Linked DNA regions of Anas platyrhynchos: region 2 is linked to region 1. A link is a contact called in public Hi-C data. All regions are on one chromosome and are shown on one strand. Each heading gives the region's core, a stretch centred on a gene start, on an enhancer-like site or on the middle of the called end of the contact. The rest is flanking DNA. Distances are from core to core; before and after follow the strand shown.

Region 1 (7,058 bases), core at 1,755-4,254:
ATACTTCAATAGCGCAAAGCGTCCCTAAGTGACATTTTAAAGAAACTCAGTGAAGGTAGCCAAATCCTTGGGAGGGAAGTTGTCAACTTGAATGTTTCTTTTTATTTGACTTTTAAAAAGAAAGGAACCAATCTCTGAAAGGGATAAATACCTATGCACTAATTTTTATTTTGTTTTTAAATCATCACATTTTGTATTCCATACTGTATCAGGAAAGAACACTGCAGATAGAAGGGAAATACCTATATACAAAATATTGCCAAGTGCTAAAAGTACAGAAATATAGGAATGTATATTAAACAAATTCTGTCTTAGCTGCTGATAATTACAGAATACACACAATTTTCAAAGGGGAGAATTTTATCTGGTTCCACTGTTTAAAAACAAAAAAATATATAGTAAAATTGATAGATAACCTGCTCTTTCATGGTTTTGCACCTATCCATAATGCACATCTTTCATCTTATATCCAGTAGACTAAAAAAATCTAAACCATTGTGTATCAACATTTGCTAGGACTTCTTCTGATGTTAGGTTTACAAATTAAGTAGTTCTATTTAAAGCTTCATTAAAGCAAACCAGAGAAAGTCCAAAAAAAGCACAACAGAACAAAGCTGCATGAATATCATTTGACCCGTTTTCCCTTTGCATTACAAGCCATATGCAGATTTTTTTTTTTTTTTTTAATCAATCAGGACTGTGAAACAAGATTGCTTCAGACCCAGAATGATACAGCACCTGGGTTTGGGCACCACCAGAATCCTGTCTCAACAGTCCACAGAGCCCCAGAAAGTACAAATACTGATCTCCAATATACTGAGATGAAATGAACTCTAACTTTTAAGAAAAGACACTCTCACAAATCTGCAATAATGTAAGACAGGTAATATTGAATATGAGAAAGGAGATGCATCTTACTGCACCTCAAGTTCATTCACCCCATATGTAATCTGACAAGTAGTTACAATCAGTGCTTTGCTCAAGTGTAAATCCTCACCTGTGCTACACAATACTATTTAGTTGTTTCTGTTTGTGCAGTGCACAAAACAAGACATTTACCCTTCTGCTTTATTTGATCTATTTTAAAGCCCTAGTAGAAAGTCAGCTATTGCTACGATAGCTTGACGGAAAACATGAATATCCAACAGTTGAAAAGATCACATACTGCATACAGTGCACTGAAACACAAACATTTAAAATTCTCAACCCTATTCCAATTCAAAATCTGTCATAGATTTAAGAAAAAAGCACATCTGTTCTCTGCTTAACCAATTTTTCTTCTAACACTAGAAGACCTTCATGGAGAAAACTAAACCTATTACCTGTGCTACATAACGAGGGTCAATTTGCAATTAAACAAACCTAAGCAATGAAGTCATAAGCAAGTAACAAGCTAGGAAACAAGCACAGCAAAAAAAAAGCTAACTAAAATATTTTTGATTTCCCTCTCTTTTCATAACTAGACAGGAAATACTAGTCATTTATTTATTCAATTAAGTAATTCTGGGCTACAACTTGGTTGATACGGTATGAAACCTTTTAGAGCAGGGTCAGTATTAAAGTATTTCAGGACATGGATTACAAGGCAACTCTTTGCACTGCATTCAATATGACCACATCTTAAAAGACAGAAATACTTCTGAAGAGACAATTTTTTCCCCGCACCACTTATTTTTCCCTTAATTTTTCCCCAGTTATTCGGCATTAAGACAACTGCCAACATCCTCTATATTAGAAAATTTGGTTCTCCCTGTGCTATCAGCTATCGCAAACCAGCCAGTTTAGCCTGTTTATAGCAAACACAGCTGATTTCATATTCTCCTCAGCCCTTTGCCTCGACTGTAGATGTATGTGTTTCTCTTTATTCACTTTCTCAAATTTACACCTACTCAAATATAAATCACTCCCAGTTTTCCAAATGTCAACAACATCTAAACAGCCCTCACAGCGTTTTATGCATACTTAAGACGGGAAACGGTCGGCAAATGCTTTTGACAGACGCTGGAGTGGTCTCGGCTCTCTTCCCAGATTTATGACTGCGCTCGCAGTTTCTAGGATGACACTGACATCTAGTGGAGTTAATAACTCATGAGTACTCCTCAACAGGAGCCACTATTCCCGCAAACGGAGGGAAAAATCCTCACAATTGCTACAAAATGTCAGTGTCAAAATTTGACAAGCTTTTGTATGACACTTTTGCATTTTTGTTGTTAAAACTCCTTGAACAAAAACGCATCATTTTAATTACTTCATAGGAGTTTGAAGAGGTACAGTTTTAAACCAAAATATCACTGACAAGATGGGCACACCAAGGGTGATCTACGGGACTCTGCGCTGTCACTCAGCACTCCAAAACTATAACAAAACTTTTTACTTGCTAAAGGCTGAAAGACAGATTGTTTAGATTACAAAACTTTTTTTTTTTAAAAAAAAAAACAAAACATTTTTGTAAGTGTTTCCTGGATAAAACTGAAGAGCTAGCTAGCTTTGGGAAGTAAACACAGGGTCATCTTTAGAATACAAAATACCAACTTTTTATGATGACTGGGAAGACATGGCTTTCTAAATGTAACCGATGTGTAGCTACCATCACCATTTGTGTTTGTTATAAGGATTTGTTAGGGGAGTATCAAAAAAAAAGATCACAAAGCTTTCAGCAAGACTGCTAAAATACGGGAATCATCACTCAAGGCTTCATTATTTCCCAAAGTAATTGTGCATACCGAAGATCAATCATAGTGGACCAGTCACACTTTCTATTTAGTAACTTTTTTTTCCTCTGCAAAAATCACATGGTCTGGGAAGAAAAAGTCATTTTAATCTCCATCATATCTTTTAGCCCTGGAAAAATAGAAGTGCATTGAGACTGTATAGTAACAAAATTAGCAAGGGGTGGTTATTTTCCAGTACCCAGTGGAATTCCCATGCTAAACACTGTGACCTCTCTATAAACACTGGAAACTTCACAAGGAAGCCCTGAGTCAGCAGTATTATTCAGCACACAGGCAGGGTTTAGGAGCAGAGACACAACTTTGTCTTTGATTACTGGTGATAGGAAGGCTGCCAAACCTTGGAATCTAGACAGACCTCAGAATTCAATTCAAACAAAGGCTCCAGAATTCAACCACTGAAATTCCCAGTATGGACATGTCACCGTCACCGTACTTAGTCTCTGTTTAAGCCCCATTGTAATTCTAAAATGCTTTTGTTTTCAAGCCTACAGATCCATCTCACCACTCCTGTCTGGATTAGACCAGCTCAACTCAACCAGGTTGAAGTTCAGGCCATCACCACAGAGCACTACTAAAAACACAGCAATAGTCTCTTCCTGGGCTCACTCACCGTGAAGAGGTTGGATCGGCGCTTGGACTGTTTACGGACAGGAGTTGGTGTGTTGGCAGTGGGAGGAACATCAATCCGTAGCTCCTTCTGGCTGGTGCTTGGAGTTGATGGGACAGAGGAGGAGTAATCACTTAAACTCCCTCCTCCATTACTGGTCTGCAAGGATTAAAGTTAGTTTTAAACAGTGATACACTGCTTTCAAGAAATTGCAATCCACAGCTGTCTTTTATTTAGCCCTGATACCTACAAATAGCAGCCTAAGCTCAGGAACACAGCAGGCCTGCCCTACTGCCACTTCTCCACCCATTTCCTTTCCAAGCCTTCATACATACATATTATTTTTTTTCTCCATAGCCTTAATTTTTGAAAACCTAGATATTTGCTGATGGATATTTTTATCTCCCTTATAAAATATGCTGAATAAATGTGGTAGGCACATTGTTTATATCCAGTTATGGGTATATTATGTAGAATGACAATTTGTTTCACTAATATAAAAGTTAAGTAAAACGTTAGGGAAAAGCTGTAAATTCTATTTTTCTACTTCAAAACTGGTAGCCCAAATTCTGCCTCAAACCGAAGAAAAAATACCTAGTGCAATAGAACTGCGTAACTGGACTAAATCCTAGTTTGGAATCATCAGTCCACTGAGAACTAATCAAGAAAATTAAAAAAAACCAATGTTGTGAACTCCTATTGTGGTTGTAAGTAATTGAGACATTTGCTGAAGCCATGAAATCCATTGGTACAGGGATACAGAATCTAAAGGAAGACATTCCAATTTATTCAAAGTAGCCAAAAATGTAAAGTTACATCATAGTCTCATGAGAAATGAAATAGTCACTCAGTAAGCCTATAAACCAATTAATGAATTGATGCAACAAGCAACTAATAGCAGGGAAGTGAAAAAAACGACAGATTGGAAAGTACCAAAAGGTGATTAAAGTCTTGATTTTTATTAGCTATAATAAAAGAGTACTAAAAATGATGCAGACGGTCTGGAAGCACAAAAGCACTTTTTTTTTTTTTAAATCAGGTGCATGTATATCCTTTGAGGGTATACTGCATACGTTGAGTGGGGACTGATGCAAGGCAAAGACTGAAAGTTCTGTATGCCTTTGAAGAAAAGCTCAACAGGAGAGCAGCAGCATGCAGAGGTTTTGGACAACAACTCACAGGTAACTTACAAGGGGAGAAATAAAGATCTGTAACACTTGTGAGAAGGTGCAAGAGTATCTTTGAAGTAGTCAAGTTGCCTAAAAGAGGTGAGGAAAGAAGGTAAAACAGGGTATTCATGGGATGCCTGGGGGAAAGGTTCTTCCATGACATAAGGCAACTAATTTTAATTGCTGTAGCTAGGAATTCACCAGGTGAAGTTGCTTAACAGGAAAATAAGGGACTCCAGTGTCTCCTCTTCAGCACTGCTCTTCCACCAGTGACTGACCTTACACATGCACACAAAGCTACCATGCAGGGGCACTCTGCCTGGGAGGCATCAGCAGGACCAGGACCTCCCGTGACACACACGTTAGAGCTCACTGTATGGACCTCACACAACGCAGGCAGTGGTGAGCCATCAAAATGAGACCTCTGAAGGAGATCCAGGTAGAAGACAATCCTTCTTTACATCATCCAGTTGAAGTTTCTTCTTGCATTTTCATTTTTATTTTTTATTTTAAAATTCAAGAAGAGGATGGTAAAAAAGAATAGGCACGAGTCAAGAAATTCATGCTTGGACTAAAGGGCAGGTCAATGCAGCCAGAAATCCAGGAACATCACTTCTGAAACCACTGTTTCTCTGCAGACATGTTCCTCTTCATCTCTATGTGATATGATACGACTTACAGTCTTCCAAATGAACTTTTTTTTTTTTTATGGAGAAAATTGTTCTCTTTCCCCCTGAAGTATTACAAAAAGGATATAAATTTAATCTCCACTTCACTCTGACTGAATCAAAGGAAGCCAGAGATAGCAATACTGGAAATAACAGACCATTTTGACCAACTTTTTCCAACAATACTTTCAAGTACAAAGAAGTAGCAAGCAGAATTTGCAGATGGACCAAGTGTATAAACCAAAGATGATGAAAGAACAAGAACTGCAATTATCATTTTTAGTGTCCTAACAGCGAGTAATAATGAGCAATGAGCAGGACTACCTGGGAAGAGCTGACCTTAATCTATGCCACATTCACTTTCCTTTTCTCTAAGACTTCTTGCTGAGACTTCAAGTAACACACCAAATGGACAAGAATGTCAATACTTGCAAGAAGACACATGGAATCTGTGATGGCCAGCTATCACCCCTCAGAAGAAACACAGGAAGGACCACGGCTGATGAACGGTCTACAAGGAGGAGATCTGAAAACTTAGCCACTATAGACTAGCATTAGAAATGAAGACCAAAGTCAATGGAATAACTGGTCTAAAGGAATTGCATTTGGGCCAGAATGATGAGGACCCGCTGTCCACTTTGCCATGACAAAACCAAATGTGTGGGGGAACGAGGGAGTAGGAAATCCAAGCAAGCAACCAACACTGGGAACAGAACTAGTTGAACACATTTAAGATTAAAACCATGCAGCTGAAAGGCTCAAGGGAAGAGGGGGGAAAAAAGATGACAATACACAATGAAAACAATGGAAGAAGAAAGATCACATTAAGCTTATGTCTCAAAAATTTAGAAGCCTCTAATACAGAAGAGACAGGTAAACAACAAGAAGGATGGACTAAAAAACAGGTACACTGATCAGAGGATTGGAACTGTGAACTCTTAAAAAAAAAAAAAGGGGGGGGGTTTGTTCTGTTCTATGTTTTGTTTCATAATAATATTGATCAACTTAAAAAGGTGAAGACATACAGCTCTCAACTGGAAGCAGATAACTGCTGTGGTTTAACACCACATTGTGCCCAGGGCTCCTGTCCACCGGTGCTCTCTGTGGGCCGCAGCCTCCTTTGGGTCCTGGCCGCCTGCTCCAGCCGGGCTCCTCTCTGCAGCCCGCGGCATAGAGACCTGCCCCACCATGGGACCCGTGGGCTGCAGGGGTACAGCCTGCTCCACCGGGGACCTGTCTCCTGCCCTCTTCCTGCACCGACCTCGCAGGCTGGAGCTGCCTCTGCTCGCACACGGGGCAGCACTGGGGCTCTGCGCACAGAGGCCTCGCTGCAGCCCCCATCACCAGTCTCACCACATTCACTCAATACAGGCCACCCCTCACCTCTGTGAGAAGTATATTTAGGAATTATCATTAAAATACACATTCGACAGCATTCATCATGCTGTATCCACAAACTTCATTTCCATCAGCAAAATAATTCCGCACAAAGTCAACATGGCATCACAACAAAGGTGGACAGCTTACACACACTCCACCTTTTGCCCCTTCAACACCTTACAACAAATTCTGCACAGTTACTACACTACGGCAATGTCCAGTCCACATTTTGCCTGTTAACTCCCCCATTTATCATCCTTATTCCAAATTGTGCCCTCCTGCTGGGCGCCATAAAGGACCGTGGTGTTTTAACACCAAAGGGCTCAGCTCCACCACGCTGCTCTCCCACTCTGTCTCCTCAACACAACCTTGCCACATAAATCCAATATAACAATACAGATTTCTACCCTACATACTCACTTACCAGACAGCAGACTTTAAGGATTCCATAAAACTTTCTTTTTAATATTTTATCTAATACACGTTTTATATTTATTCCACT
Region 2 (7,058 bases), core at 2,086-4,585, 200 kb before region 1:
GAGTCACCTCGGGGGGGGCTCTAAAAGACCCTGATAAAGCCACCGGGACCGCCCTGCCCCACCTGCAGCCCCCATGGGAGGATGGAGCTGACCCCATGCACCCCAAAAAAAACCCACAGCACATGGGGTGGGGGTCCTAACCTCACCGGGGGCGTCCTGACCACACCAGGGGGGTCCTGACCACTGAACCCCCCCCACAAAGGGGCCCAAGCTCCCCCTGATGCGTTTCCCCCTCCACTGCGCCCACGGTTACTTGCTGCAGAAAGCTCCTTCTCCTCCCTGTGCTGGCTCTTTTTTGGGGGAAAAATCCCTCTTTTTATGTACTTCACAGCCTCTTCCCCCTGTCCGGGCAGCAGCTGGAGTGGGAGCCCCTCCCAAAATCCTCCTGTTTAAAGCATGACCCCCTACCCCTTGGCGAGAAGGCTTTTGGGGACCAACCCCCCCCAGGGGCCGCCTGGCCCCCAGGTGGTGCGGGACCCTCTCCAAGCATCACCTCCGTGCCGGGGGGTCCCCAAAACGCCCCTTCCCACCCTGTGCCCACTCTCGGACCCCCAGAAAGGCCCCTGCTGCGTGGGCCCAGCCGTGGGGGCCACCGAGGGTCCCCCCTGCCCCACTTCCCAGGCACGACCACGCTCCGGTTGCTGCTCCGACAGCCAGCGATCGCCGGCGTTTCTGCAGCGGAGAAAAATCAGCTAATTATGTGCCGAACAAAAGCCTATTCTCGCCCGAAATAATACGCCCGTCTTGCAAAGGCACTTGTTTGTGGGCAAATTTTGAAGAGGGCTGACAATAAAAAACAGCTGCAGGAGCTGGGTGTTGGTACACATCGCCATGCCCCGGCACATTACCGTGCCTAATTATCTCCCAGATCCTCCATCCGAGGCTGTTTCCTGAAAAAAAAATAAAAAAAGACTTTATTTTTTATTTTTTTTAATTCTGTTTTTAAATTTTCTGTTGAAACGATGACTTGCCAGCACAGATTTGCTTCTCCCCAAGCTTTCAGAGCCCGCTCTGGACGCTGGGGGATGGAGAAGGGGTTTCCCCATTTTGGGGGGATGGAGAGCAGGATCCCCACCGCGCTGTAGGGTGGGCTCAGGACCACGGGGAGCAAGCACGGCTTTGGGGTCAGCCCCAACGTCTGGTGGGTCATGGGGTGGGGGAAAACTGGTGGGCACCAGCCCCGCTTGTGCCCATGGAGGTCAAAGATGCGCTCAAAGTGGCCTCTGTGGTGCGTGGATGGGACACGTGGAGGTGGGACACTTGGGGTTGGAACTGCTCGAGGCATCGAGGGGAGCTCAGCACCCCAAAAGCCATGCCTGACCGGGCAGTGAAGCCACCACCAGGCCCAGAAGTGACAAAGTTTTGGTGCCAGGGCCCAAAAAACGCAGCCAGGAGCTGGGCAGGAGGGCGCTGGGGGGCAAAAGGCGCCCCAACCCTCACCCCACATGCATGACCCCATTGGCACACGTGCTCCCCAACCCCTGTGTGCCCCCCACACCCCACATGCTCCCACTTTTCCCTGCGTGCCCCCCTCACCCCATGTGCCACCAGCACCACGGGGCAGGATTTGGCCCCCACTTCTTCTCTCCCCAGCCCTACGCTCCCAAGGGCACCCCAAAACCAGCCCCAAGGGGCCGCCGGTGCCGTTGTCCCGGAGGAGGGGGCCCACCCTGGGCAGCCCCCTCCTTTTTTCTTTCTTTTTTTAGCTCTTTTTCTTTCTTTACTTTTTTTTTTTTTTTTCATTTAATTTTATTTTCCAAACCACTTGATCTTTGCTTGGGAACCTCCATTAATTGCCTGGGTTTGCCTCTTCGCCTGGTCCCTTTATCATTATTTATGGCCTTTGAAATTGTGTAAAGTTCCCTTGACGTTCAATTTACAAGTTTGGGGGCTTTTTTTTTTTCTCCCCTCTTTTTTTTTTTCTTTTTCTTTTTTTTTTTTTTTTTTTTTTTTTTGTTCCGCCTTTTGTCCTCAGCAAAGACGTCGTGTTGGAAAGGCTTTGAGCCGGCCAACATGAGAGGCTCGCCGGAGAAAAGGGAGCAGCCTCGCTCGCTTTTAATTCCGCCGTGATGCTGAATGGCTCTTTTACATAATTGCAGAAGCAATTTCAAAGCCAAGCCAGGGGCTGACTTTACCCAGAACCACATGGAGCCTATTTGGGGGCTTTTCAGATTGGGGAAAAAAAAAAAAAAAAAAAAAAAAAAAAAAGGAGAGGGAGAGAAAAGCGTGAATAAAATAGTTTAAAAAATAATAAAGTAGTTTAAAAAAAATAATAAAGTACTTTAAAAAATAATAAAGTGGTTTAAAAAAATAATAAAGTAGTTTAAGGAATAATAAAGTAGTTTAAAGAAATAATAAAGTGTAATAATGGAATAGTTAAAAAGACTAAAATAGTTTAAAAAATAATGGAATGGTTAAAAAAACAGTAAAATAGTTTAAAACAATAATGGATTGGTTTAAAAAATAATAAAATTGTTTAAATAATAAAATAAATTGTTTAATAATAAAATAGCTAAGAAATGAAATGGTTAAGTGGTAAAATAGTTAAAGGATAAAATAGGTTAAGAAATGAGAAAGGAGTTGATAGTAAGAAGGAAAAAAGTTAGAAAATAATAGAAAAGCTGGGAGCAATAAGAAAAAGAGTTGTTAATAATAGGATAGTTTTTCAAAAAAATAATAAAACAGTTAAAATAATAATAAAGAGTTATAATAATAATAAAGTAGTTATGATAATAATAAAGTAGTTAAAATAAAAATAAAGTAATTTAAAAATAAGAGTTAAAACTAAGAATGAGTTAAAAAAAACGTAAAGTAGTTATAAAAAGTTGAAAAAATCAGGAAAGAGTTAAAGAACAATTTAAAAAAATAGTAAAATAGTTTAAAAATAATAATTTTTTTAAAGAAATAATAAAAAGGTTAAAAAAAAGACAGAATAACTTGGTTAAAAAGGATGGTGCAGCGGGCGCTCAGCCGGGGGGCGGCTGCCGGGCCCCGTCCCACGCCGCGCCCGCGGGGCCCCCACGGGGGGGGCGCCCCCCACGCGTGGGCCGGGGGGGGGGGGCGGGAGGGAGGGAGGGAGGGGGCGTGGCCTCGTAGCGAGGGGGCGTGTCCGGAGGCGGCTAAGCCCCGCCCCTCGCGCCTCCCTGCCCAATGGGCGTTGGCGGCGGCGGGCACGTGGTGCGGTGCGGGTTCCCACCGGGCAAAATGTGAATGGGCGCGGGCGGCGCGGGCGGGCAGAGGCAGCGCGGCGGCGGGGAGCGGCGGGGGGCGGCGGGGGGCGCGGGGGGCGGCCGGGCCCCCATGTGCGGGCTGCGGCGGCGGCGGCGGCGGCGGCTGCGGGGAGCGGCCCCGCTCCGCCCCGGCTGTGCCCCACGCGTGGGCGCTGCGCGGCGCTGAGGACGAGGAACGACCAAGAGGAGGAGGAGGAGGAGGAGGAGGAGGAGGAGGAGGAGGAAGGCGGCGGCTGCTCCGGCATGAGCGCGGCTTTCCAGCCCTCGCTGATGATGATGCAGCGCCCGCTGGGGAGCAGCACGGCCTTCAGCATCGACTCGCTCATCGGCAGCCCCCCGCCGCCGGCCCCCGGGCACTTCGTCTACACCGGCTACCCCATGTTCGTGCCCTACCGGCCCGTCGTGCTGCCCCCGCCGCCGCCGCCCCCCCCCGCCCTGCCGCAGGGCGCCCTGCAGCCGCCGCTGCCCCCCGCGCACCCGCACCACCACCAGCTGCCCAGCCTGCCCTCCGGCTTCTGCTCCGGCCTGGCGCAGGGCATGGCCCTCACCTCCACCCTGATGGCCACGCTGCCCGGAGCCTTCTCCGCCTCCCCGCAGCACCAGGAGGCCGCCAGGAAGTTCGCGCCCCCGGGCAACTTCGACAAAGCCGACGGCTTGCCCCCCGACGGCGGCGGCGACGACGGCAAAGCCTTCCTGGCCAAGGACGGGGGCGCCCTGCTGCCCTTCCCGGCCGCCGACGCCGTCCAGGCTTCCCTCGGTGAGTTTGGGGGGGGCCCGAGGGGAGCAGCCGCACGCCTCGACGGGGCGGACGGCGCCGGGCTGGGGGGCGAGGGGCGGCGGGGGTCCCCAGCCTGCAGCCCCCAGCCCCGGGGGTCCGCAGCCCTCATCGCCAGGAGCCCCCATCCTGCATCCCAAAACCCCAAGGGTTCCCATCCTGCAGCCCCACGGGTCCCCATCCTGCAGCCCCCAACCCCGAGGGTCCCCAGCCTGCATCCCCGGGGGTCCCCATCCCGTGTCCCGCTCCCCACCCCCAGATCCCCCCCTCCGAGGTGGTGGGGCGCGGGATGGAAGGGGCCAGCCGCTAACCGAGGGCCTCTGCCCCCTCTGCTTCGCTTCCAGCTGGGGCTCTGCGGGGCCAGGGGAAGGAGGACCCCAAGGGGGAGGACGACGCGAAGGGCAAGGAGGAAAGTTTCTCCATGGACAGCGACCTAGACTACAGCTCCGACGACAACATCCCCGGCCAGGCGGCTCACAAGGAAGAGGACTCTGGCAACGCGCTGGAGGAGAACCCCCAGAGCGCCAACAACTCCAACAACACCACGTCCACCGGCAAAAACCGGAGGAGGCGAACGGCCTTCACCAGCGAGCAGCTGCTGGAGCTGGAGAAGGAGTTTCACTGCAAAAAGTACCTGTCCCTGACCGAGAGGTCCCAGATCGCGCACGCCCTCAAACTCAGCGAGGTGCAGGTGAAAATCTGGTTCCAGAACAGGAGGGCCAAATGGAAACGGGTCAAGGCGGGCAACGCCAACTCCAAGACGGGGGAGCCGTCCCGAAACCCTAAGATCGTGGTGCCCATCCCGGTGCACGTCAGCAGGTTTGCCATCAGGAGTCAGCACCAGCAGCTGGAGCAAGCCCGACCCTGATCCCCCCCCCCTGCCCTCAGAGCCACGGGGTTTGGAGGAAAAGTTTCCCAGCCGGGGTTTGACAGCGACCCAGCCGAAAAGAAAAGAGAAGAGGAAAAAAAAAAAAAAAAACACAGAAGCAAAACCCGAGCCCCTGACGACAGCAAAAGCCCTCCGCGAGCTCGCAGCAAACCCCAGCCTCGAGCGAACTTTGCAGCGAAACTTTCCACGTCCTGAGAGCCCGCAGAGGGAAGAGGCTTTGAAACTGAATTTTTTTTTTGTTTTGTTTGGGAAGCGGGAATACCAAACCCTGGGAGAGACGCGCAGATATTTATTATTACCGTGCTGCCCCACGTTGTACATACACGGTCGTGCTGCCTCGGCTGCGGCGGCGCGGCTGCGACGGGACCGGGCGAGCAGAGCCCTGCCACCGCCGCCACCGCCGCTGGATCCAGCCCAAATTCACCCGTGCCCCCCTCGCCAGCAGAACCCCCCCCAGCGAAACCCGCAGCGCACACGTAGCCAGCTTTGGGGTTTTGTTTCTTAGCGGTGCGAAAGGTAAAATAAAAAAAAACAAAAAACAAGGGAGAGAGAGAGAGGAGAGCGAAACGAAACGAAGCCGAGGGGTTGGTTTCATGCCTTTTCTGTTGTTTTGTTTTACTTCGGATGGCTGAGGGACAGGCACCGGGTGACGGGTTTTTAAATATATTTTTTGCCTGGCTTTCTGTCGATTTGGTTTGCCGATTCTACCGAGCCATGTTTTAAAACAGAGAGAGAAAGAGAGGAGGGGGGAAAGGAAGAAGAAGGAAAAAAAAAAAAAAAGCACGATCTTCTCTATTGTGTTTAATTTATTTCAATGTAGCTTATTTCCTTATAAGTTATGAAATTTAAAAAGCAAACTCAGTCTTGTGAATAAAAACTGACAAAGAAACAAAAAGACAAAAAAAAAAAACACAACACCAAGCCCTCCGCTTCCCCTGCCGGCTCGGTCCCGAATTTGGCGTTGATCTGATTTTTTCCTTGCTGCGGCCACCGTGAACGGAGGGGGTCGGGGGGGCTGGGGGGGGGACCCCTGCTGCCCACTTTGCCCGATTTTGCCCCTTTTTGGCCCCACTTCCAGCAGCCGTTGGGGCTGGGCAGGGATGGAGGGAGTGGGGGGAAATAAAAAGCTTGAATTTGCTTTAAAATGGTAAAATTGAGCAGGGAGAGTGGGGGGGAGTCGGGGGGGGGGTCTCAGTGAGCCGATCAGGGGGGAGGCAGCGCTTGGTGCCGATACTGACATCATTTAGCTCAGTTGTGCTTTTTTATTTTTCCCATTTTTTTTTAATTTTAATTTTTTCCCCTCTTTGGGGCCCCAAAACGGGACGGAGCCGCCGCAGACGCGCGGGGCCGTGGGCACTGGCGGCAGGTCTGGCCCTTCAGCATCCCCCCTGCCCGCTCCTCCGGCTTTAATTCTCCTCGTTACCATTATAATTTATTATTACTAATTGCAGCTTGCCTTTCCGCGCGGGTGCAAGCGGTGGGGACACGCGTGGGGCAGCGCTCTTCGTGGGTGATTTTATTTTTATAGTATTTTTTCCCTTTCAATTTATTTCGTTTTTTATTATTATTGTTGTATTGTTATATATATATATATTTTTTTCTTTCTGGGGCCGGCTTGGGCAAGCTGCAGCCCAACTCTACCCCCACCCGCGGGTGCAGGGGGGGCATTTTAGGGAGGAGCAGCTGCTCCTCACCCCCGTGTCCCCCCCCAGGGGCTGGGGGAAGCCCAGCAGCCCTCGCTAGCGGAGCTGGCACCTGCCCCAGGCGCAGGGAAGTTGTCTGCTCCGCGGGCTGGGGTCCCCTTTGCCCCCCAGCAGTGGGGCTGGGGGGAGCCCCGGGCCGGGGCCAGAGGAGAAGGAGATAAACAAGCGAGGGGGTTGATAGCTGTCATCATCACCATCATCATGGCTTTCATTTGGCTGCCTAATGAGTCAGATCACAGGCAGAGAGAAAAATTGTCAATCGCCCAGGCTCTAATGAATTTTTTTGCAAATTGTAATCAAGCCAGGCCGTCTCAGCTCGCTGATTAATGAGACCCAGGAGGCCCGGCCAGCACCTCAGCTTTTTATTCCATCCCGTCCTCCCTGCACTAAATTAACAGCAACTTGTCTGAGCTTCAAATTAACTCCCAATGATTAATTCTGATGGGGGGGTCTGAAGAATA

What was found. Hi-C and Micro-C count contacts between places; a contact is called where the count stands out from the background.
Region 2: a contact with region 1 is called in a Hi-C map of skeletal muscle, with 3 times the contacts expected there. The contact joins the promoter of GBX2 here to the enhancer-like site in region 1. A contact is called at or near these places in 3 of 8 Hi-C or Micro-C datasets (liver, skeletal muscle and subcutaneous adipose tissue).

Annotation. Positions count from the first base shown.
Region 1 is chr7:30,337,372-30,344,429 of IASCAAS_PekinDuck_T2T, reverse strand. It overlaps AGAP1 (ArfGAP with GTPase domain, ankyrin repeat and PH domain 1), which reads right to left. Exons shown (of 20, transcript XM_038182545.2): 9 at 3,343-3,498. Among named protein-coding and RNA genes, the nearest start is that of AGAP1, 180 kb to the right of the region's middle. Within about 2 kb of position 3,004, at least 2 of the 8 cell types and tissues checked have an H3K27ac peak or open chromatin away from gene starts, as enhancers often do.
Region 2 is chr7:30,535,390-30,542,447 of IASCAAS_PekinDuck_T2T, reverse strand. It overlaps GBX2 (gastrulation brain homeobox 2), which reads left to right and starts at 3,335. Exons shown (of 2, transcript XM_027462178.3): 1 at 3,335-3,987; 2 at 4,350-5,621. The coding sequence starts at 3,474. The coding sequence ends at 4,873.